3 separate regions of the Triticum aestivum genome follow, and all the other regions are linked to region 1. The links are chromatin contacts, called in public Hi-C maps. All regions are on one chromosome and are shown on one strand. Each heading gives the region's core, a stretch centred on a gene start, on an enhancer-like site or on the middle of the called end of the contact. The rest is flanking DNA. Distances are from core to core; before and after follow the strand shown.

Region 1 (3,171 bases), core at 672-3,171:
GGCTGTGAAACATCTATGCTAGGTCGCCACACTTCTGCCACCTTCATTTGATGAGGTACATTCAGATTCGGTTTGTTTATATTACTTTATGGATGCTTCTCTTCTCATTACAGTGCTGGGCAATTTGATGAGAAATTATCTTCTCTTTGATGGTCCAGGTTCAGCGTTCACTACTATGAAAGAAGGAGGCATATATTTTCCTTGTGGAATTTCCAGTAGAATGGCAGTGAGAACGAGTAAAAATCTACAACAGGTAATACATTATTTTGAAGCTACATGGAAAGCAAAGTAAGCACATGGATCCCTCATTTGAGAGTGGGGGTTAAACTTCCCTGGACTTCTCCCTTAATTCTTACTGTAGTCTTTTTATTCACATTTCCTATTGTGTAGTTGGTGACAATGATGAATTGCTATCCACTTGAGAAAATAAAGATTAAATCGATGATGCTCTCAAAAGTAAAATGACTTTCTGAGCTGGATAGAGGCAACCTTTTTCCTTGTTTGTTATAATGATATTTTCATTTTCCTGTGTATATTAAACTTGAGAATATTATTCTGCATTACTTCAACCGTTACTTTTTATGTGTTTGCAGTATGACTGTATGGTTCTCACTCAAAGTAGAGGCCCAACAAAATTTTTTGAAGTAGGAGTCGAAAACTACAAATCCATCTATTCCTAGAATGGAGCTGGTTGGAGTTGAGCCTAAAATTGAGCGGGTAGTTCGGTGGCACCGACATCCAGCTGAAAGTTTTATAGGAGGGTTAGTAAAGCAAATTTGTTCATGAGCAAATGTGCCAGCAAAACATTGAGTCAGAGTGCAAGACAAATGCTCTTAACAGTTTTTTTGGTCGCTTTTCTTTAATTACAATTCTTATTATTTTTAGTTGGCATTGATGTACAAAAGAAAATCCTGTGCCTTTTTTGTCCTCTCATTGACCATTGTATTTTTGAGTCATATCAATCTATGTAAAAGAATTCAGTACCTTATGTTTTGTATATTTGGAAATGTCTAAAGGCGTGGTGTTATATAATAACTGTATGATATGCTTTGTGTGCCTTTCCTGTAGCCTTAGTATGGTCATCGTTTTCTCTTTCATGTCCTTCATCTTAAACTAAAAAATATGAACCATTGCATTGTGCTAAAGTTTATCATTATTATTTAATTTATTTATAGGCAATATTTCTTCTAGAAAAAAAATGTAAATTTCGTGTAACAAGCTAAAATAGAATCTTCTCTGTTGCAATTGGGAACATGCCACATGACTACTGAGCTGGAATTATTTGCAAATTCTATTAGTTGACAATGTTGATGTGTATTTGACACCATTCATTTGAACCACCAAATAATAGAAGTTGTTTGATTGGTAAAATAATTTTCAGGTTTGTAACCACACGTTTATTTATTTTGTATTCGCTGTAACGCATGGTCTTTTATGCTATAACACAATGTCAAACCACTAAAATTTATATGCCCCGTTGCAACGCACGGGCCTTGTGCTAGTAAAATAAAATCACATAAGCAAGCAAAGACGCGCAGCCGCAGGATCTTAGCCCTCTAATCTTCCGCAGCTCCGAGCCGTCGAGGCCGTCGGCCTCGAGATCAGCTCCCCACCGTACATCCGCTAGAACGTTCCAGCACGCACTCTCAGCCCTCATGCCTCCTGAACGGCCCAGATCTTCTCTCCACACTCGCGACACATTTTTCTCCGTCCACGTGTAACCGCCACAGAACGGGGCCTCCGAGGCACGGACTGCCACTGCCAGGCTCCTCCAGCCTGGCACGCATCACGAGGGCGTCGTCCACGAAGCAAAACTCCCACATCACCACATCACCTCCATTTTCTATCACCAGCAAATCCCCCATTTATATTAATAAAACGAGCACTATTTTATTTTTCTACTGTATTTTACTCCTGGTGTAGTGCTGCCAGAAACCGCTGCAGGTGGTAGCAGTAAAAGATCCAGCAAATATCCGATGGTTTCAGAGCGCCAGTGCGGCGGCGCCCTGTCAAGCGCGAGATAAAATCCGCCGGACCCCCGCGATTTCCCCCACTCCGCGTTTCCTCTCTCGATTTGTCCAAATCTTTTGTTCTCCTTCTCCACCGGCGATTAGTTTGTTGTTTCCGGCATCACTCCGCACTAGGCCGCCCCTCGCCCGCGCTGGCCTCGTCGTTTCCTTCCCCAATTCCGCCGCCCCACCCCGCCCGATATTTATTTCCTGCCTCGGTATCCATTTCCGTTGATAGATTTTTCCAGCTTTCGCTGCCTCGCCGTTGCTGCTAATATCCGCGCTGGGATATTTCTTCTTTTGCTTTCTTGGCCGCGCGGCTCGGCCCGTCCCCCTGGAGGCCTCCGGATCTTTCGATCGCGGCGAGCAGGCGGCTCAAGGTACTTTCTTGTTTTCCCGATTCTGGCAGCGGCAGAGGAAGTTCTGCTGGGCGATGGAATGATTGCCTGGTTGGGATCTAACCGTTTGATTCTTTTTTCTTGTTTGGGATGCTCTGTGTCTCTTTCCCGTCTTTCAGATAGTTCGTGAATAGGAAGGCTGATAGGTAGGTTAGGGTTTTGGGAGTTGTTTTTGTCTCTGCTCCAGTACATAGATGATGAAATCCGGGGAGGAAGTTAGTCAGGGTCAGCAAATGAACGGTTTTGTGGAGGAGAAAGCTGCTGGGGAATCTGGGGATGGTCGGAAGATCGAGAGGAGCCCTTCCATCAATCTGAATTCCTTGCCTGCAATTGCCCCTGCCACTACGGAGATTGGTGTCTTGCACTGTGCAGTGGAGTCAGAGGCCAACGATGCAAGCACTCAGAAGGGAGATGAGTCCAGTGGCACTGATCAGAAGAAGGTCCCGAAGAATGAGGAGGTTGATGAAGGTGAAGTTCAGGCCTGTGCAGATGTGAAGAGCCACTCGGTTGACCCTTTGAATAGCGAGAACCATGCCGGGGAGAAGGATGCTTTGGTAACTGTGCCAGAAAATGAGGGTTGTGCGGATGGTGGCGATAATTATAAGGGAGTTCAAGTTCTCAGCATTGTCAAAAAGGACGAGTCTGAGGAAATTGTTGATTCTATTAATCCTGTGACGGTTGCGGAGTATAGAGAGGAGAAGGGCACCGCCGGTTCTACTTCTGCAATTACTGCGGTGCGAGCACCTGGCTCCCGCTCATCTTGT
Region 2 (2,993 bases), core at 357-2,856, 630 kb after region 1:
TTTTCGTTTTCCTTGTTTTTTCCTCTTTTCTGTACTTTTTTGTTTTTTTCTGTTTCTTTTTTTTTCTGTTTCTTTTTTGTTTTTTCTTTTCTCTTTAATTTGTTTCAAGTTTTTTTTTCAAGTTTTTTTTCTTTTTCGCCAACTTTTCCGAAAATAAAAAAGTTCACATTTATTCCTCTACTAAAATTTTGTTCTGAAATTCCAAAAAAGTAAAAGTATTTCCAAATTTGTTCACTTATTTACAAATAATGTTCGAAAATTCAAAAAAATATAAGAATGTTTGAACAATTTTATAATTTTGTTCATGAATTTGAAAATTGTTCACGTTTTGAAAATTTGTTCTCAAAATCAAAGAAAATTGTTCACATTTTTATTTTTGTTGACAAATTTAAAATATGTTTGGGGTTTGAAATAATGTTCTGGCTTTACAAATTTATTCAGAAATTCAAAATATGTTCAGGCTTTAAAATATTGTTTGCAAATTCATAAAATATTTTGGTTTTTCGAAATAATTGTTCAAATTTTGAGAAATGTGTCTTGTTTTCAGTATTTGTTCCCTTTTTTCCGAAAAAAGTTTGTGTTTGTTATAAAATTGTTCGTCTTTTTGAAAATGTTCTTGTTTGCAATTTTGGGATTTTTTTAGAAACTTCCAAGTTTTATCGCTGTCGCTGTTGTTTCTTTTACTGTTGCGCTGAAAATTGTTCATGTTTTGAAAATTTGTTCTGAAATTCAAAAAAATGCTTGCATTTTTATTTTTGTTCAAAAATTTAAAATATGTTTTTGGTTTGCAATAATGTTCTAGCTTTACAAATTTTTGAGCAATTCAAAATATGTTCAGATTTTAAAATTTTGTTCAGAAATTCACAAAATGTTTGAGTTTTGAAATAATTGTTCGCAATTTTGGGAAATGTTTCTTGTTTTCAATGTTTATTCCTTTTTTTAATAAAAGATTGTGTTTGTTACAAAATTGTTCGTCATTTTGAAAAATGTTCTTGTTTGCGATTTCGGGATTTTTTAGAAACTTCAAGTTTAACCGCTGTTCTGTTGTTTCTTTCACTGTGGTTTTGAAAATTGTTCACGTTTTGCAAACTTGTTTTGAATTTCAAAAGAAATATATTTTTATTTTCGTTCACAAATTTGAAATATGTTTGGGTTTGAAGTAATGTCCTAGCTTTACAACTTTGTTCAGAAATTCAAAATATTTTCAGGTTTTAAATTTTTGCTTGCAAATTGAGAAATGTTTCATGTTTACAATGTTTGTTCCTTTTTTCGAAAAAAGTTTGTGCTTGTTACAAAAAAATTCGTCATTTTGAAAAATGTTATCATTTGCAATTTTGGGATTCCTTAGAAACTTCAAGTTTTATCGTTGTTGCTGTTGTTTCTTTTAATGTTGTGCTGCACATTTAGCACAAGAGCTAATTGGCCACGGCTGCTAGCGTACCGTGCTCGAGACCTGTAGGTCACCTGTTCGAATCCCAGCACCAGCGTATTTCTTTTTTTTGCGTTTTTTCATCTCGCTCATGCCAAATGGGCCGGCCCAGGTTTGCCACGCCTGTGCGAAACATCGACACTTCGACGCAATTAGCGTCGCATAGGAGCTCCCGCCGTAACGACCACAGCTCGCGCGCACGGTCCAGCGGGTCTCCTGGATTTCTGCTAAAACAGGATGGGCCCAACCGTAGCAATACAGCTCGCATGGTGTCCGAAGATATGCGTGTCTACGGGTAGCCTAGGCCCAACAAAGGCTATGTTCCGACTTTTTCGGGGACAACTAGTTAACGAGCGCTCCTTCGGAAGCCTCGCAACGATCAGCCCCACTTGGCGCGCTCTCAGCCATTCGCCACATGTTGCGCTCTAGACGCTCCCTCCAGATTTTTATTTTTATTTTTCCGCATGCGTTTTCGGCTTTTTAAATGGTTTTTTTCCCGGGTTTTTTCGACGTTTTGGTTTTTCCCCGGTCTTTCTTAGTGTTTCGACCAATTTTTTTGGAAAAGAACATTTTTTGCGCGAAAAAACGCGTTTACTTTTTTTTTCTTTCGTGAAAAGTCACGTTTTTTTTCGCGAGAGGCACGGTTGTGCTTTAGCGAGAGTCACGGCCGTGCCTTTCGGAAACGAAAAAAAACGTGTTTTCTGTTTTTTTTTTTCTTTCGCGAGAGTCACGGTTTTTACTTTCGCGAGAGGCACGGTTGTGCTTTCCTGAGAGTCACGGTCGTGCCTCTTGGAAAGGGAAAAAGAAAACGCGTTTTCTGTTTTTTTTCTTTCGCGAGAGTCACGGTTTTGCTTCCACGAGAGGCATGGTTGTGCTTTTGCGAGAGTCACGGCCGTGCCTCTCGGAAAGGGAAAAAAATACGCGTTTTTTGTTTTTTTCTTTCGCGAGAGTCACGGTTTTGCTTTTGCCAGAGGCACGGTTGTGCTTTCGCGAGAGTCACGGGCGTGCCTCTTTCGGAAAGGGAAAAAACGCGTTTTCTGTTTTTTTTCTTTCCACGAGAGTCACGGTTTTGCTTCCACGAGAGAAACGGTTCTGATTTCGCGAGAGGCACGGGCGTGCCTCTTTCGGAAAGGGAAAAAACCGTGCTCCCGGGGGTGGTTTTTTCGTCCGGTTATTTTCGAAAAAAAAAGTTCGTCAAAATCTATCAACATGGGATCTAGTTTTGAAGATCTTGACGCGAGGAATCCAATGGTGAAAACGGTTTGAGATTTGGACGCACGGTTTAAAAGATAAAAACATTTTGAATAAACGAATCTACGAAAAAAGGGAAAACTCCCAGGTTGCGACAAGTGGCGCGCTGCATGTGCGCCACTTGTCGTGACCTGGGAAGATGGAGTGTTCTTTGCAACGAGTACTCTTTAATTAGTGATTTCGGACTTTTTCCTACTGAAATGAGTTATCTTCTTTTTTATCCTTTTGATGGGGAAACGGGCCATCTTCAGACTTTGAGCGAAAAGAATTGGGGGCGAGCTCCTGTACTTCAGCGCTGGTTTTTGCATCTGGC
Region 3 (3,053 bases), core at 82-2,581, 740 kb before region 1:
AAAGAGCAAACGGTGACCTCGTAGGTATGACCTCCAAGGCCACTGAGACCGTTGTTGTCGCTGTCGTGGTCGTCAGGGCGGTTGGGGAAGCCGCCCCGGCCTCTGTGGCATCTGTCTCGACCATGGTGTCACGCCCGGGCGGTAGCCGCAACACATCCTCCTCCGCCTTGCGCCATTGTGCTTCCTCCTTTTCTCGAAGCTCTGGCTACGAGGCGACGACCACGATGTGGAGTAGGTCCTAGCTAATTCGGCGTCGGCGACGGGTATCGGTCTTCTTCGTGGTCTTGGACCGGTTCAAGGCCCATGCCCCCGAGAGGTCTGGGTCAGCGAGGAGCCAGGCCAACGACACCCATGTCTTGACGAAGGATGCCGAGTGCCGCGCCCGAAGCCGCGGTGAGGGGTTTCTTGCTCATGGACAAGGTGGAAGACCTGCCACACGATCCACAACCGCCGAGGTAGTACTTGTGGCAGCGGCGGGGATGGAGCCCGCTCCTGCTAGATGTCGGTGGGGCTCATTGTGTGTTGGACTGTTGGTTGTGATCGGAAGAATGTATTAATTATGAATATCCATCTCTTTTTGACTGTGATCATACGCTATGGACACACATTTGAAATAAAGGAGGCCAGACTTGGACGAATATTAAAGGGATGTGGTTGGATGATCGGCTCCCATATCCGTTGCTACGGATGAGCCCGGACACAAGTAGCGTGTCTATTTTAGGGGACGGCGTTGGATATGCATATTCCGTAATGCCTAAAACGAGATGTTTTAAGCTCCTTGTCTTCAAACTCAGACTTGTGCTTGTGCCTCTTCTGTCGACCGCGAGACGTCTGTGATGACTTTGTAAAACTTTAAGATGCTATACCGGCTCAGTCTCTCGGAGATGCTTATAGAAATAGAGTATGTGTGCATGCGTTCATACGGGTGAGTGTATGTCTGTATATGTGAGCGACTTTGATTGTAGTGTGATTGGAAAAAAACAGGAGTACGTCGATAGGTACATTATGCATGTCCACCGAAACGACGTTAATGGCACCCATGTTTCGGTGCGAATTCCCGGGAGCCGATCCATTCCGTGAACCGCCTTCCTACTCAATCATGGACGCATGCATGCCCCCTGCCCTGCGCCCCGCGTGGTTCCCGGCCCCAAACTTGCACTGGATGATGCTGTCACTCACCTAACCTGGGCCTTGAGCGAGATTATTAGCTCGCCAGGGAGGGACGGGCGCGTTCCGTCAATTCACACACACACACACATATGATCGGTCGATGTGGACGGGAGAGGGGCGTGGTAGGGCGCACGGCACGCGCGCGGCAGGCGCATCGCAGCTGTCCGTGTCCCCGGCTCGATCGCGCGCGGCAGCATTAGGTGCGCGCGCGCGGCCGCAGGGGGACATCGTGCCCCGCGGGCAGCGGTGCAGCTCGGCCGCCAGCACCACCACCGCCGCCGGTCCCCCCCGGCACGCACCCGACCCGACCCGCCCCCAGCCCAGGCGCCGCACCGCCGTACGTACAATACATGCGTGGGTCGGATGCCGGTGGATCGACGGAGGTGACGCCTCACCGGCTCACCGTCCGGGGACCGGCCGCGCGGCGGTCTGAGGCTGAGGCTGGCTGACGACGGCCAGCCTGGTGGTACGTACACCCGAGGTGACGGGCCCGATCGGCGATTGCGCCACCTCTCCACGCCACTCGCGCATGCGACGACCGAAGGAGCGGCCGGCGCGGCGGCACGAAGCAGCTCGCGATTGGCCGCGAAGCGTTGACGCCGCGCCGTGGTACGGGCAGGCCGTCGCTGTGGGAGTCCGGACCTCGCCGCACCGTGAAGTGGACGTGACGCATATCGTGCTGGCTCCAGGTTCAGAAGAACACGTTTTCTGTGCTGATTCCCGTGCGTACGGGCATGCAAGAACGGTGTGTGAACTTCACAAACTCTACTACTGCACGGATCGGATCGCCATTCTTGGTGAGGTAGTAAATTGCTGGCCGACCGTGGGCGGGGCGAGGGACCGATCGAGCCGACGGCCAGTCACGTACGCACGCGCCGGTCGAAAAGACGACTCAGCTTCCTATCTTGGGACCGAACCAAATTAGACATGTAGGCTGAGGACCATGAAATCTCCCAGCGTGGTCCTGCGCTCCAGCTGCCAAGATCGTGTTTCACCAGTCTGCGCTCGTTAACTTCCTGCAGCTCCGGCCCGGCGATTCGACAGTCACGTACGTACGTACAGCAACTGCATCTGCGTGGACCTGCCTAGCTTGATTGTATTGTCGTGAGGCCACTTAGCTAGTATCGTTTGCCTGTCACTCTGTCGCCGTATACAACGAAGAGATGTTGATTTTATTTCGTGATGTGCCTATAGGGGTAGTACGTACATGTAGTAGATCTGGGTTGTCAACGTGATTTCTTTTTCCGGGGACAACTTTCATATAATAGTCTATAATTGATAATCTCCAATTTGATGTATATTGATCATCGTTGGAGTGATAACTTTCTCTTTGAAAGATCCAGCGTTGTTGGCATTTCATATATTAAGCAGGAAGCAATGGGAAAAGCAAATACATGGTGTAGATCCTAGGATCGAGGGTCCAAAAACGAGAATAAAATACATTAGCCAATCCCTGCCGGTGACTGAGCGAAAGGGTAGAAGAGATCCCCGCTCGAATTGATAAGTTGGAAGAAATTTTTAGTAACTTGGTTTCTGCTTTTTTCTTCCATTAAAACTATTGAAAAGACTCTTGCAAGTAAGAATACCAAGTCTACATATGATTCTAAGAACAAGGGTGCCACTTCTAGTAGCAACCATGGCTAGCCGTATCAGCATATGCTTCTAAGAACAATAAAAAATTATAGATACGTTGGAGACGTATCAGCATCCACAAGCTTTATTCCTGCTCGTCCTCAGGCAGGTAAATGATAAAAACAGAATTTTTGATGTGGAATGCCACTCATCATATTCATCACATATTATTTTCTTTGTAGCGTGGACATTTGGACTTTAGACGATTCAAAGCAACAGTCTATAATTTGACATGAAGACCTCAATACTCA

Evidence for each region. A called contact is a pair of places that touch in the nucleus more often than the background predicts.
Region 2: a Hi-C map of leaf shows a contact between it and region 1, with 5 times the contacts expected there. The contact joins the enhancer-like site here to the promoter of LOC123145488 in region 1. A contact is called at or near these places in 2 of 5 Hi-C or Micro-C datasets (both in leaf).
Region 3: a Hi-C map of leaf shows a contact between it and region 1, with 10 times the contacts expected there. The contact joins the enhancer-like site here to the promoter of LOC123145488 in region 1. A contact is called at or near these places in 2 of 5 Hi-C or Micro-C datasets (both in leaf).

What each region holds. Positions count from the first base shown.
Region 1 is chr6D:415,011,802-415,014,972 of IWGSC CS RefSeq v2.1, forward strand. It overlaps LOC123145488 (AP2-like ethylene-responsive transcription factor BBM1), which reads left to right and starts at 1,922. Exons shown (of 9, transcript XM_044564914.1): 1 at 1,922-2,389; 2 at 2,527-3,171. The coding sequence starts at 2,602. It overlaps LOC123141810 (a long non-coding RNA gene), which reads left to right. Exons shown (of 6, transcript XR_006470425.1): 4 at 1-55; 5 at 159-253; 6 at 594-1,015.
Region 2 is chr6D:415,637,380-415,640,372 of IWGSC CS RefSeq v2.1, forward strand. No RefSeq gene overlaps it. Among protein-coding and RNA genes, the nearest start is that of LOC123145491, 280 kb to the right of the region's middle. Within about 2 kb of position 1,607, at least 5 of the 8 cell types and tissues checked have an H3K27ac peak or open chromatin away from gene starts, as enhancers often do. A contact at or near this core is called in leaf, where this site is marked.
Region 3 is chr6D:414,268,665-414,271,717 of IWGSC CS RefSeq v2.1, forward strand. No RefSeq gene overlaps it. Among protein-coding and RNA genes, the nearest start is that of LOC123145485, 8.9 kb to the left of the region's middle. Within about 2 kb of position 1,332, at least 5 of the 8 cell types and tissues checked have an H3K27ac peak or open chromatin away from gene starts, as enhancers often do. A contact at or near this core is called in leaf, where this site is marked.